Linked DNA regions of Mus musculus: all the other regions are linked to region 1. A link is a contact called in public HiChIP or PLAC-seq and promoter capture Hi-C data. All regions are on one chromosome and are shown on one strand. Each heading gives the region's core, a stretch centred on a gene start, on an enhancer-like site or on the middle of the called end of the contact. The rest is flanking DNA. Distances are from core to core; before and after follow the strand shown. Region 1 holds the start of Lactb2 (lactamase, beta 2). Region 2 holds the start of Terf1 (telomeric repeat binding factor 1). Region 3 holds the start of D030040B21Rik (RIKEN cDNA D030040B21 gene). Region 4 holds the start of Ube2w (ubiquitin-conjugating enzyme E2W (putative)).

Evidence for each region. Promoter capture Hi-C pulls out the DNA fragments that hold promoters and counts their contacts. HiChIP or PLAC-seq counts read pairs in DNA pulled down with a chosen protein or histone mark.
Region 2: a contact with region 1 is called in an H3K27ac HiChIP or PLAC-seq map of embryonic stem cells, with 9 times the contacts expected there. The contact joins the promoter of Terf1 here to the promoter of Lactb2 in region 1. A contact is called at or near these places in 4 of 39 promoter capture datasets (embryonic stem cells, erythroid cells, liver and 1 more), 6 of 115 datasets of contacts at active chromatin or transcription factors (astrocytes, embryonic stem cells and extraembryonic endoderm stem cells) and 2 of 9 other capture datasets (adipose tissue and liver).
Region 3: a contact with region 1 is called in a promoter capture Hi-C map of liver, with 4 times the contacts expected there. The contact joins the promoter of D030040B21Rik here to the promoter of Lactb2 in region 1. A contact is called at or near these places in 2 of 39 promoter capture datasets (cranial neural crest and liver), 1 of 484 Hi-C or Micro-C datasets (B cells), 4 of 115 datasets of contacts at active chromatin or transcription factors (astrocytes, embryonic stem cells, extraembryonic endoderm stem cells and 1 more) and 1 of 9 other capture datasets (adipose tissue).
Region 4: a promoter capture Hi-C map of pre-B cells shows a contact between it and region 1, with 6 times the contacts expected there. The contact joins the promoter of Ube2w here to the promoter of Lactb2 in region 1. A contact is called at or near these places in 3 of 39 promoter capture datasets (the HPC-7 cell line, HPC-7-derived erythroid cells, liver and 1 more) and 1 of 115 datasets of contacts at active chromatin or transcription factors (extraembryonic endoderm stem cells).

Annotation. Positions count from the first base shown.
Region 1 is chr1:13,658,543-13,661,780 of GRCm38.p6, reverse strand. Lactb2 (lactamase, beta 2) reads left to right here and starts at 1,272. Exons shown (of 7, transcript NM_145381.2): 1 at 1,272-1,452. The coding sequence starts at 1,331.
Region 2 is chr1:15,804,366-15,807,286 of GRCm38.p6, reverse strand. It overlaps Terf1 (telomeric repeat binding factor 1), which reads right to left and starts at 1,641. Exons shown (of 10, transcript NM_009352.3): 1 at 1,330-1,641. The coding sequence starts at 1,609.
Region 3 is chr1:16,656,107-16,659,300 of GRCm38.p6, reverse strand. D030040B21Rik (RIKEN cDNA D030040B21 gene) reads right to left here and starts at 1,749. Exons shown (of 4, transcript NR_037998.1): 1 at 1-1,749. It overlaps Eloc (elongin C), which reads left to right and starts at 2,436. Exons shown (of 4, transcript NM_026456.4): 1 at 2,436-2,479.
Region 4 is chr1:16,617,979-16,621,069 of GRCm38.p6, reverse strand. It overlaps Ube2w (ubiquitin-conjugating enzyme E2W (putative)), which reads left to right and starts at 1,779. Exons shown (of 6, transcript NM_025773.4): 1 at 1,779-1,833. The coding sequence starts at 1,819.

The sequences.
Region 1 (3,238 bases), core at 23-2,522:
CTGATTGGGAAAGGCAGAGAAAATTGGAAAAGACAGAGCAATTATATCACTTTCACCTTGGACACTAAACCAACCTATTTCCCTTGGCAAGGGTAGGATAGAGAGGAGATAAACAAGCCCCTCCACTCTGCGCAGATAGCACCATGTGCTCATGTAAAACAAGTGGAAGCAGAGCTTGGCTCTCCCAAACTCCAATTTACATTTATAAAATGGGGGGAAATTGTGCCTGTTAAGAGTTAAGAACTGCCGGGTGGTGGTGGCGCACGCCTTTAATCCCAGCACTTGGGAGGCAGAGGCAGGCATATTTCTGAGTTCAAGGCCAGCCTGGTCTACAAAGTGAGTTCCAGGACAGCCAGGGCTACACAGAGAAACCCTGTCTCGAAAAAAAAAAAAAAAGAGTTAAGAACTACGTGGGATTTTAAGAGTAGATAACTAATGGGGTTTGGGGCGATAGATCAGTTATTAAAGTGATTGCCTTATAAGCACGACAAGCAGAGGCTGATCCCCCAGAACCTATGTAAAAATGTGGGGCATGGTGTCTCATTTTTATAATGCCTGTACTGGGGAGATGGAGACATGGGAATCTCTGGGGCTGTCAACCGCTGGCCAGTCTGGCCTGGGTGGCAAGTCAACACTGGTGAAGGGTATGCACAGTTCCTGAGTCACCTGAAATTGTCAAATTGTCTTCTGGCCTCTGCAGATATGCACAGTCGCTTTTATTTTCTTTCTTTCTTTTCTTTACTTTTTTTTTTTTTTCCTGTTGTTGAGGATTAAAAAGTAATGTTCGGAGGTGGCCCTTGGCTAGACGCACACAGGTACAAGTAAGCATTGGTTGCCATCATTTATTGTAAAAGGTAAGCTATTCTTCAAATCACCAGCCTGCCATTCCTTCCTAAGTTGGTGACTCAGTAAATACTCCCCATACCTGCCTAGCTTGTGACCTTCCCTCCCCCACTTCTGGAGGTTAACTTCAATGAAGTAACTGCATTCTTCTTTATGGATATGTAAAGCTACTTGGAAACAAGGCTCAGAGACACAAGAAGCTCAGCGACGGAGCCGGCTGAGGCCAGTGCGGGCGGGTCAGGCCACCTCATGCCACAGTCACCGCGAACTCATCCCTCCACCCCACCCCCGTCACTTGGCTGACGGGCGTGCCAGCAAGTCGTAAGATAGTGGCCGCCAATCCGCTCCGGGCCACTGAGCGAAGTCCCACGTGATCCGCGCCGGGCCTGACGTCACGAGACCGCCGCCCTGCCCTCCGAGCCTGAGGTCGCAGCACGCTGAGTGACTTGGAATTCGGGTGCCGGCGGTCACCGAGGTAGATAGAGAGATGGCTGCCGCTCTGCAGCGCATCGAGCAGCTGTCCAGTCGGGTGGTGCGCGTGTTGGGCTGCAACCCGGGTCCCATGACCCTGCAAGGCACCAACACGTACCTGGTGGGGACCGGCAGCAGGTAAACGCCACCCCCGAGCCCCCGCAGCTCACGCAGTCACGTGGCAGGGAGGCAGCGAGAGGCCAGGCTAGCCCCCAGCGCGTCCCCGAGCTCTGCGGAGGACAGAGGGTGTAAGAAAAGCACAGGCTTCCCAAGTCTGACTCACAGTTTACTTGCTGTCTCGCTGCCCGCAGGTGGTGACCGAGTGAGTTTACCGTAGCCTGTGTGTTAGTGCACACTTGAAATCCAGTGTTTGGAACGCAGAGGCAGGAGGTCGCCCCCAGTACGAGGCCATCCTAGGCTACATAGCCACTTTCAGGCTTGGTTGGGTCATATAACTAGGCCCTTAAAAGTTTACTGTAAGCAATTGACTATACTAAATCCAGTCTCTTACAGTAGAGGGCAGAATTTGCTTCTAGTTCAACCGGAGTCTAAACCCGACAGAGCAACCCAGCCTGTGGGTAGGAGAAACTAACTCTTGCTTTTTCTACTAATCGTGTATGACAAGCATATCTTGTTTGCGTTTAAAGTCTCTATTATATTAACTCTTCTAGAGTAAAGGATATTTACAAGCATCGGACTCTAAAAGTAGACATAAAAGGTTTAGCCCAGAGTGAATCAGGCCAGGGGAAAGTACGGGACCTTTAGGCTTCCGGCATGCTTTTAGCAGCAGAGTGCCTAACCTCTAGAGTATGGTCTGAGCCCAGGACAATCTCTTCGATGTGCCACTTTAAACCCATTCTGAAGTCAGCACCTAAGCCGGAAATTGCAAATAGTCTGAATAACCCTGGAGAATGCCCTGCTGGAGTTTGCTGTATGGTTCCAGGACATTCAACACAGCCTGCTTTTCTTCGAGGGTTAAAATAGATGGCTGGTTTCTATGCAAACTGGATGAAGAAGTTACTAAGATGAACAGTTGCTAAGCACAAATGTTCACTGGAATCATATATTGTACTTAAGTAATAGTTTTATTTTTATAGGCTCTTTAGGTAGTAAGTAATGGTAAAATAATTAACGTGCAGATGATGCTACTCAAACTAAAGGGTGATTAGAAACAAATATTAACTGGGTCCAAAGCAGATGTTCAAGACTTGTGTCCACTGCTCCGCATCACAAAAAGGTCTAAGATGATAGGTGGCACTATATCATTGAACTCATTTTTACACTTCTGTTTCTGCTAACTTTGGGGCTCATTGGCCAATCCCTCCTTGCTGACACAACATCCTCTCTAGCTGCTGGTCTCTCATTCTCCATCTTTATCAGAGTTTTGTACTTCTCTAAATGCAATCCTAACTTCATGCTATTCAGTTACAGTTGTGTGTCATGCATGCGTATGTGTGTGTGCAAGTGAGTGTGTATGTGTGTGTGTGTGTGTTTTCTTAACTCTCCCCCATTACCTGTGCTCTTCAGACTGAACCCTACTAAAGTGAAGCACAGGCCTTCCTGAGTTGATCTTATAAACAGAACCATCACTGTATTTGAGCAAACAAAACGCTTAAACACTCCTTAACATTTTTCTCCTCCTGGCACACATCCAAGCCATCTTGGCAATGTGGTTTTGACTTCTATTAACCCATTCAGTTCTTGCATAGATGTCTGCACTAACCTCCTAACTGGGTTACCTGCCTCTGCTTTTATCCCTCAGCCCATTCTCCCAAAGGCAGCCATCTTGTTCACCCTCTGGCCCAGCCATGCAGCCTTCCTAGTGTCCCAGATGAGGCATATTTCGCCCTCCAGACTTTAAGTTCTCTTCCGATTTTTTCCACTTCACTCACTCTTTAGAGCTCACGTAAAATGTCAGTTCCTT
Region 2 (2,921 bases), core at 392-2,891, 2.1 Mb before region 1:
CCCCACTTACTCCCACTCTCAGGAGCAAGTCCATTCCTTCACTGACAGTGGAGTCGACTTTGGGATTCTGGCATATACTGGCGATATCAAGCATCATAGACCGAACATTACTGGATTCTTAAAAAGTTGTTACTCAAGAGAACCCTAATATAATACTCAACAAAAACTGATCATAAATTTAGAACTGTAGATTCGAATTAATTTTTTAAAAATCTTTAAAAAGTTGTAATATTACTGTTCTAACAAACCATAACTCAAATGTGAAACAGATACTCAAAATTGTTTTTACCAAGATTCACATCTAAATTATAAAATGTATCAAATCACTACTTTGCAATTTATACCATGAAGTTCTTTGTATTTTAGGAAGTAGTATACATATGTAAAGGTTTCCATTGAACTTGTTCAATTCATAATCAACTTTATAACATTTATTTCTTTTTTGTTTGGTTGGTTGGCTTTTCGGGACAGGGTTTCTCTGTATAGACCTGGCTGTCCTGGAACTCACTTTGTAGACCAGGCTGGCCTGGAACTCAGAAATCCGCCTGCCTCTGCCTCCCAAGTGCTGGGATTAAAGGCGTGTTTGAACAAACACAAAGATACACTTGGCAGTGAATATGTACACTGGTAAGCCAACCATATTCCTGGATGTCTCTCACCAACACACAGGCCAGAAGACAAACTTGGGTCTGAGTTTTCAGGCACTGTCAAACTTTTTAAACATTTAAACAAAAGATTCATTTATTTTTATTTTATGAATATGGGTATTTTACCTGCACGTCTGTCTGTGTAACATGTGTATACAGTGCCCGTTGAGGCCAAAAGACGGAAATTTGATCCCCTGGAGTTTAAAAATCCTTCCTCCCCAGGCCTTTGTTTTTGGCCTTCCACTGGCCTAAAGCTTGCCAAATTGGGTTGGGCCAGGGGTCAGTGAGCCCTAGTCACCGGTCTTCCCAGCGCTGTAAGTATATGTGTATGGCATAGGCTCTGGGGATCAAACGCAGGTTCCCTGGCTTGCAAGATAAGCATTGACAAGCTGTACTACCTCCCTTGGCAGCCGCATCCCGGCCCTTCTTAAATGTTTCTATATTCATCTGTTAGAGTTTGGCTCCAGAAGCAGCGGTAGCAACTGGGCTGGCTCCCTTTAAAACAAACAAACAAACATTCTGTCCAGGGGACGCGGAAGGCGTGGGGGCGGGAGCCAGGACTTCCAGCAAACAGGAAGCGGCCGGTTTCGCGCCGTCTCCCGCCTGGGATCCCGCCCCGGTGTGTGCGGGGCAAGCAGGTCTCGGCCGCGACGCAGCCTCCGGCCCGGGAGCCCGCACTCACCCTCGGCGCTGTCACGAGTACGACGAAAGTCCTCGGAGCGGCCGTCACGGAAGGCTCGGCACAGAGACAGGCAGAGGAAGTCGAGCATCCAGCCCGCAGCCACGGCCTCCACCTCAGCCACAAGCTCCGCGTTCTCCATCTCTCTCGGGGTCCCCAGCTGAAGCTGGCACTGGAGCAGCTCCGCGTCGTCTCCCACCTCCTCCTGCTCTGGAGAATCCGAATCTGTCCAGCCCTCACGGCTCGGCGCGTCCCGGGCCGCTGAGGAGACCGTCTCCGCCATGTTAAACCGAAAGCGCTCGCCGTGCCTCAGCTGGCGCCGTGCGCTGATTTGCTCGCGGTGGGCGTGGAAGTCAGCCAATCGCATCGCTAGGGTGGGCTAGTGGCTGGAGCTTGGCTTCCGATTGGCTGAGAACTGCTAAATTCCTTGTCGATCCGAGCCCAGGCGTTTTGGATAGTGTAGCTTCTGGATGATAGGCTAAGATACATTTTAAAAAATGCAATCTGCGCTGGAAACAGGGTAGTTAAAACCGAGAGGTTTTTGACTGCAGATTTTGACTGCATGGCACTGCGCGTCTATAATCCCAGCAGCACTCAGGAGGTGGAGACAGGAAGATTAGGAATTAGGGCCATCTTCAACTACAAAGTCTAGGCCAGCCTGGAGCACTTGAGCGTTATGGCAGCAGCAGCACCAGAAATTTTAACTTGTCGCCATAAACATGAGCATTTAACCCTGTTACACTGTAATCACACTGTCTTTCTACCCTATGTGTTCATTTTATTGAAATCCGGGGTTATTAAAGCTGAAATTGCTGGGCTCTGATTTTTCACTAAAGTTCTGCCTGGGGTGAGCGGGTAGGATGGTGCTGACCCTGGAATTCGCAAGTCTAGTCAGTTCCCCATGAATGCTGAGACTGTTAGTCCCAGGACCACATTTTGATCACTATTACTGTACAATGTTTGCATTGAATGAAAGTATAACAACGTAAAAACAGAATTCTAGGCCTTTAGGCCCAGGCTTGGGAATGTGGCCTTTGTAAAGGTATGCTAATCATAAAAGAGATAGCGACATTCCTCTACCCACCCGCTTCCTGGGTTCAAAGAGTGCTCATTCAAAGAAAGTCACCCTGGCCATTACCAGAACCTGCAATGCAAATGTGCTATTGTTAGGGGCTCTTAGAAGCTGTCTTGAGAGTTAACAATTACCAGGTATTCCTTGTGACTCTATTAACTTTACACTTCCTTGTGACTCTTAACTGGTATCTTTGGTATCTTCCAACAACGCCCTCCCCACTTCCTTGAGTTTCGGTTTCTTCCTTTAAATACCCCCTTACCCAGCTACTGGGGCGCCACGGTCCTCTACCCCTGCGTGGTGTATGACCATGGGCCCGAGAGCGCTCTTGAATAAAAAATCCTCTTGCAATTTGCAGCAAGACCCGTTTCTTGTGGGTGATTTTGGGGTGTCGCCTCTCCTGAGTCAGAACGTGGGGGAGCCCTCACATTGTGGGTCTTTCATGACCATGAGGGCATATTACCCCCAGGCTCTAGAGATGGTGTTGCAGTAAATATTATTTGGGGGTTCTACCCTGTGGGGA
Region 3 (3,194 bases), core at 500-2,999, 3.0 Mb before region 1:
TTAGACAGAAGGTCACTCTTTGAACAAAACAAAACCAGCTTCCAACCTCAAAATATGGAAAACAACATCAGCATCATGGCTAGGGTTGGCATATGTGTATCTATAGGAAATCTACTAGTAACATTGAGCTTTAGCAGAAAGACACTTAAAATTAGTGATACAAAACAGGTTAGGTTAGTGGTACTGATTGCTTTGAGAGTTACAGAGCCTTTCTTAGCTCTTGGTGAGCTTAACGGAGCAAGAGTACCTGAAGATCAAAGCTTGCCAAAGTCATCTCAAGCCATTTCTCATACCCTCAAACGGGAAGGAAACTGGAAAAGGAGTGAGCAGAGAATATGTACAATTCTCTTCCTTCCTCTCTGGCTTCTGTCCTTGGGGCCAGAGAGCAACTTCCAATAATCCTGCACTTAATATCATCTCACTCTGGCTTGAATTGATTCATTTCACCAGTAGCAGAGAAACAAACAAACAAAAAAGACCCAACCAAAAACCTATCGCAGTTGTCTGACCTAGTTCCCTTTTCTGTGTCCTTTTAGAAGGAATCCATGGGACTGGGGAGATGTCTCGGCAGTTAAATGCTCACTGGCTTTTCTTCCATAGGTACTGAGTTCAACTCCTAGCAACCACATGGTGGCTCACAACCATCTATAATGGGATCTGGTGCTCTCTTCTGGCATGCAGATAGAGCACTCATACATAAAAACACAAATAATAAATAAATACATAAATCTTAAAAACAAATAAAATTATGCCGGGCGTGGTGGCGCACGCCTTTAATCCCAGCACTTGGGAGGCAGAGGCAGAAGGATTTCTGAGTTCAAGGCCAGCCTGGTCTACAGAGTGAGTTCCAGGATAGCCAGGGCTATACAGAGAAACCCTGCCTCAAAAAAACAAAAACAAAAACAAAACAAAACAAAAAACAGAAACAAAAAAAAAAGAAAAGAAAAAGAAAAAAAAACAAATAAAATTTAAAAAGCAAACAAATAAATCTTAAAACAAACCAACGGAATCCTGAGCCAGCCGCATGAACCTATCCTTGGTTCTTTAGTCAAGATATACGATGGAAGTCGGGCCCACCCTTACTGCCTAAAGGGAGACTCAGGTCTCACTTAGTTTTTTCATATTTTTTTCTTTAGTTTTATCTTCTGCTACCAAATGCCTCTTTTACTATGAAACTACTTTGAATTATGGATACAACCAAAACACTTTCATTATTTCTCCAAAGCCTTTGAAAATTAATTCAAGGCCGCAGCTATATTTTTGCTTTCAATTCCATAAAAGCATACATAGCTGCCAAATCAAATAAAGCAAAAACACAAACACAAACAAACAGACAAACACTTTCAGAGCAACCCATGGTAGGCAACACCTGTCGTTTCAACACTTTGAGGCTGAAACAGAATTATAAATTGGAGTTGGAGGGCAGCCAAGGATTACATAGGGAAATTACTGTGCCTGATGGCTAAGGAAGGAGATAGAATTGTCCCCAAATACATAGCTAGTCTGGGACTCGTAGTTCCAGGGTAACACTGAAATACCCTGTCTCAAAAATTCAAAAACAAAACCCTTTGAGAAGTTTCAGAAATTCCAAATAGCACATACATACTATACTTCCTTTTGTGGGATACTATTACACAGCTGCGACTGATTAACTGAGTATCTTGAATCTAGGTTTTCAAGCCCACTCCATGAAAACAGCAGAGAGGAAACTTAACTGAGCTGCTTTTCAGCTTTCTAGGAAAGGTGCCTAGGTAACCACGGAAAAGCCAATGAAAAGGTTTGGTTGAGGGGGGCGTGGAACTGGGGAGGTGAGGAGCAGAAATAATGGGCCCTGATTTAAGTAATGGTGATAGGCAGCGAGAACTGGACGGGTGGGCGTGGCATATTTCAGTAAACACTGACCTATATCGGGAAGAGAGGAAATGAGGCAAACACATTGGGAGCTTGTTAAGATGCCCGTTGATGTGTATTACTTTAAACAAAGAGGTTGAGACAAGCTTTAAAGACATCAAAAATTTCAGCGCTACACAGAAAACCACAAGTCCCAAGATGCAGTGTCACTTCGGACCAAACACTAGCCGAAACCTTGTAAGAAACTACATATCCCAGAATGCACTGCTGCCTCGCCGGCTCAGCTTTTCTCGGCAGAAATTGGATCCGGATGGCGCTGCATTCTGGGAACCAAGAAGTCCTAGCATCTCATTGGTTGGGATTTGGTAGCGATGTCTCTTAAATGGGCCTGTTTTACTGCCCACAACGCACTTCCTCCAGACGCAAGTTACCGGCAGATCGCGTCTCGGCCTTGCCAGGTACCAGTCTCCCGCGCGTTACAGAAAGCGGCTGTGACGCGACGGAAGTAATTCCTTTCTGTGCCCCGGAACCCACAGGGGTAGGCCGCTGGGGGTGGGAGGGGGGCGGCCCTGAATAGGGGCTGTGGCGGTACGTGGGGTTACGGCTGCGGTAGCTGCGGGACTGGCTAGTGAGTGTCGGGCTATGGTGGGAATCGGGATCTGATTTCGCTAGGAGAGTTAGTGCGGCTGGGACTGGATGCTTTAGTTATCCCTCTGCTCACCCCTTCCCGTCTGGGCGGGGAAGGAACGGAAGCTCTGAGTCTCTCCGGCCTCCCCAGCTCCTGGCTTGGGGGAGGGGAGAGGAGTTTGGCGGGACCTTAACTAGCTCAGCTCGGTGGGTCTGGAAAGGGGAGAGGACAGGAGGTGCGGGCTGGCTGGGCCTCCTCCAGGCTGAGCGCGGGGAGGGTGGAGTTAAGAGCATGGCAGCCGGATCGCTTTTCCGTTTTGCCTACCTCATGTGCGCTTGTATTTGTTTTACTGTTAAAATCAGTCGCTAGACCCAGGAGAGAGCCCTCGCCGCTTTAAGCTATAGGACCCTGAAAGAAAGTTTACCTTCTGGACAACTTGGGTAATTTCTGCCTGGCTGGGTACATTGGCTCATTTGTGCATCTATCTACCTCTCATTTTTGCCTGAAAGGAGTTATCTAGTGCCAGGTACAGTGCCCATTTATTTAGTTTCCCTTAAGGAACTCTTCAGTTTTGTGAGCATGAAAGTTTTGTCATTTAGTGCAAGCATGCCTACTCTGCACTTTCTAGTGTAGAAAGCAATTGAAATAGTTTTACAACTTGGTCCATACTACCAGATCTGCTTCTTAGTCCCAAATTGAATTTTATTTTCTGTTA
Region 4 (3,091 bases), core at 530-3,029, 3.0 Mb before region 1:
CAGGTTTTCCCAGTGAACTATACACCCCAGACCCTATTATGTATTAATTAAAGAATAAAGACGATAGGTAGTTATGAGCTGCTTAGAATTTCCTAGGATGTGACTTTGCCTCCCGTGAAGATCCCTTGGACACCTGTGAGGTGGAAACCTGACATTAGTTCTACTGTAAGCAACACCAAGGTGTAATTGCTTTTCTTCCTTCTGAGTACCTTGTCTAGTAGGCCATTTACTTTGATGAGGTCATAATGCCATGTTTGTAGAGTCTCCTTTGTCATTTACACCTTTGAGAAGAATCAACTTTTAAAACAACATGAACATTAGCTGGTACATTACAGCCTGAGATCACAGGGACAAAGATCTCTGGAAGGCCTGGTGGAGACTCTTTCCTGTAAGCGTACCTCATCACTGGGCTATGTGGGCACTTTGTTCCATGTTGTGATGGTAACGACATACCTGAACTGATAGCGGATATGCTTCTGGTTGAGTCCTGTACTCCAAGTCATGCAAACCCCATGGAAAAGTTCCTCCATGGTGAAGAGAAACCGTCTTGAATATTACACCACAGAAAAACTGGCAGATTTAGACATCTTTTCCTCTCTTGAACACATTTCCTTACGGATGTTCTCAGAGGAACATCGTGCTCTAGCTTAAGTGTGAGAGTGATAACCTACATCACCATTATATTTATATTTTAGAGAAATGTCTAAAAATGAAGCCAAGTCAATAAAAATAAAGATTTAAACTTTCATCCGGGTAAAGTAAAAGCCTTCTACTCAACATGCCATCCTCTCTGATTCCTTTAGAGACAGGACATGAGGTGCAAGCTTTTGGCTTCCATTTTTCGTTTGGTATTTAAGTAAACGACATCTTTGGTTCCGGAGGAGCTTTAAAAATGTGACTTCTGATAAATGCTGGCAGAACTGGTGCATTCCTAGAATAAATTCTGTATGCTCAGCGATTTCTACTCAAGCTCACTCATAGGTCGTCTGATCATGCAACTGCCCACCACAGAATAGGGTGAAGAGAAATCTAGGCATGGCAGAAGGTTTAAGTATTAAGTATTAAGTATTAAATTACGTAAACTATATTCATTATATTGAGATTTCACGGCTAGAGTCAAATTGTTAATCAAAAGTAAGACTGATGTAACAACGACTCTTATGGTATACCTGGACTTTACAATTTAGAGGGTTAGGGAACTAGAAAATTGCACACAAAAGGGAACTCCATTATTCACCCTCCTTCCCTTTCCAGCACGTTTCAAATCCAATTGTTCTTGCTTTTAAGATCACTGCTCTCAGTTTTCATTCTGTCCTATAGGGAAACCTGTGACTCTCTGCCCCTCAAAGTAGAAGCTTCCTAGGTCTGCAAATACCAGAAAGCATCTCCAGGCGAAGTTGTATCTGCCTCAGGAGCGAAAACACGGTAGGTGTAAAAAAGACATATGAAGGGGGTGGGCTGTAAATCTTACACTTGTAGCTGGAAAAACAAAATGAGATCCCCTCCCTGCCAAATGCCCGGACAGCATTGTGACCTCGGCATAACGCTTCAGTCCGACCTGGAGCAGCGCCTCCGCCAGCACTGAGGGTGGGCCCGCGTATAAATTGGCTGGGATGCAAGGTACCTAGGGAGCCCGGCCTGGCCCCGCCCCGCCCCGCCCCGGGCACCCGCGCGCTAGCCAATCGGACACGCGGGCCCCTTCCCATCGGCGACTCCACCCCCGTGCCCGGGATGTTGGGCCCCCGCGGCGTGACGCGAGCACGGCGGCTCCGCCCCCTGCGTCTCGGGCCTCGCTGGCCTTGGGGGGATGGTTTCATCATGGCGTCAATGCAGGTGAGCGGAGCTGCTGCAGCGGGGAGGGCGAGGGGGCCATCGAGACGAGGTGAGCGTCTGCGCGGGGTCGGCGTCCGAGACCTCTGGGCCTGGCTCCGGGCGACCTTCCCTGACCTCGGGGCGTCGGGGGATCGCCTGGCGGCGAGCCGAGCGGGGGTGTCGGCCGGTGGCCGCGGACAGTAGCGGCCGCGAAGTTGTGGCATAAAGGCGGCTTAGGGGGAAGAAAGGGCGAAGTTCGTCGTGCGCTTCGCGGTGGGGGCTCCGCTCCGCGCCCCTACGCGAGGATGCCTGCCGCTCGGCTCCCTGGCCACCGCCGGGATGCTTTTCCCCTCGCGCTCCCCAGCGGGGTGGAAACAGCTGTGCCCGCCGCCGTCACCCGCGGTCGGGGCGGCCGGAGACCGGCAGAGCCCCTCGCCGAGGACGGCCGCCTGCCCACGGCGCTCCGCGGCCTCTGCCCGGCCTCCCACGCGCAGCCTCGGATCGCCGGACTCATGCTCGTTCTTCTCTGATCTTCATCCGGTGCCCGGTGGGTGCCTCCTTCTATCAGCCCGCACTCTGGGCATTCCCTGGCAGCCCACGTCTCTTCTTCGAAGCCGCCCTTCGTCCCTGTCCCCAGCGTCCTGTGCTACCACAACGTGCGAGCTCGTGGGCCTGCTCCTCGGCCTCGATAGAAACTCGCCCTCTTAAATTTTTTTTTCTTGCGATGCCCCACCCTTGCGGGATTGGTAAGGCCGTGGCTCCTTTGCCTTTCTTTCCCAGACCTTTAAAACCTTAGTTTGGTAGGAGACGCCTGTTAACCTGTGCTCTGTCAGACTTGAAGGTGTTTTTTGTAGCTTCCAACTTAATGTATTCCCCCCCCCCCTTGCAAATCCAATAAAAGAAAAAATTTTCAGGCAAAGATGGCAACCACAATTGTAGTTTCTAGAGATTGCATTATCTATAGCCGGCATTTAATTTGCAGATAGGGCTAGCGGTGTTAAAGCACATAGGAAGAGAGAGTAGAACTCTTGTAGCGTGTCAGCGGAACGCTTTTTGGAGTTTTAACATCATCCTCGAGTAACATCCGCATTTTCCTTAGAATTTTTGGTTTTTGTTTCTAGAAGAATAAGCAAGATCTCGTTGTTGGCGCTTCTCTGCTAGCAATGGTTTGCATTCTTACGCATTTCCCTCCTTCCCCTGTATCTTCCTTCAATCAGCTTTCCTTATGGTATTCTTTTTGCATTTGCTTGTACTTTTGGCCTTTCCTGCAGTAGCATTC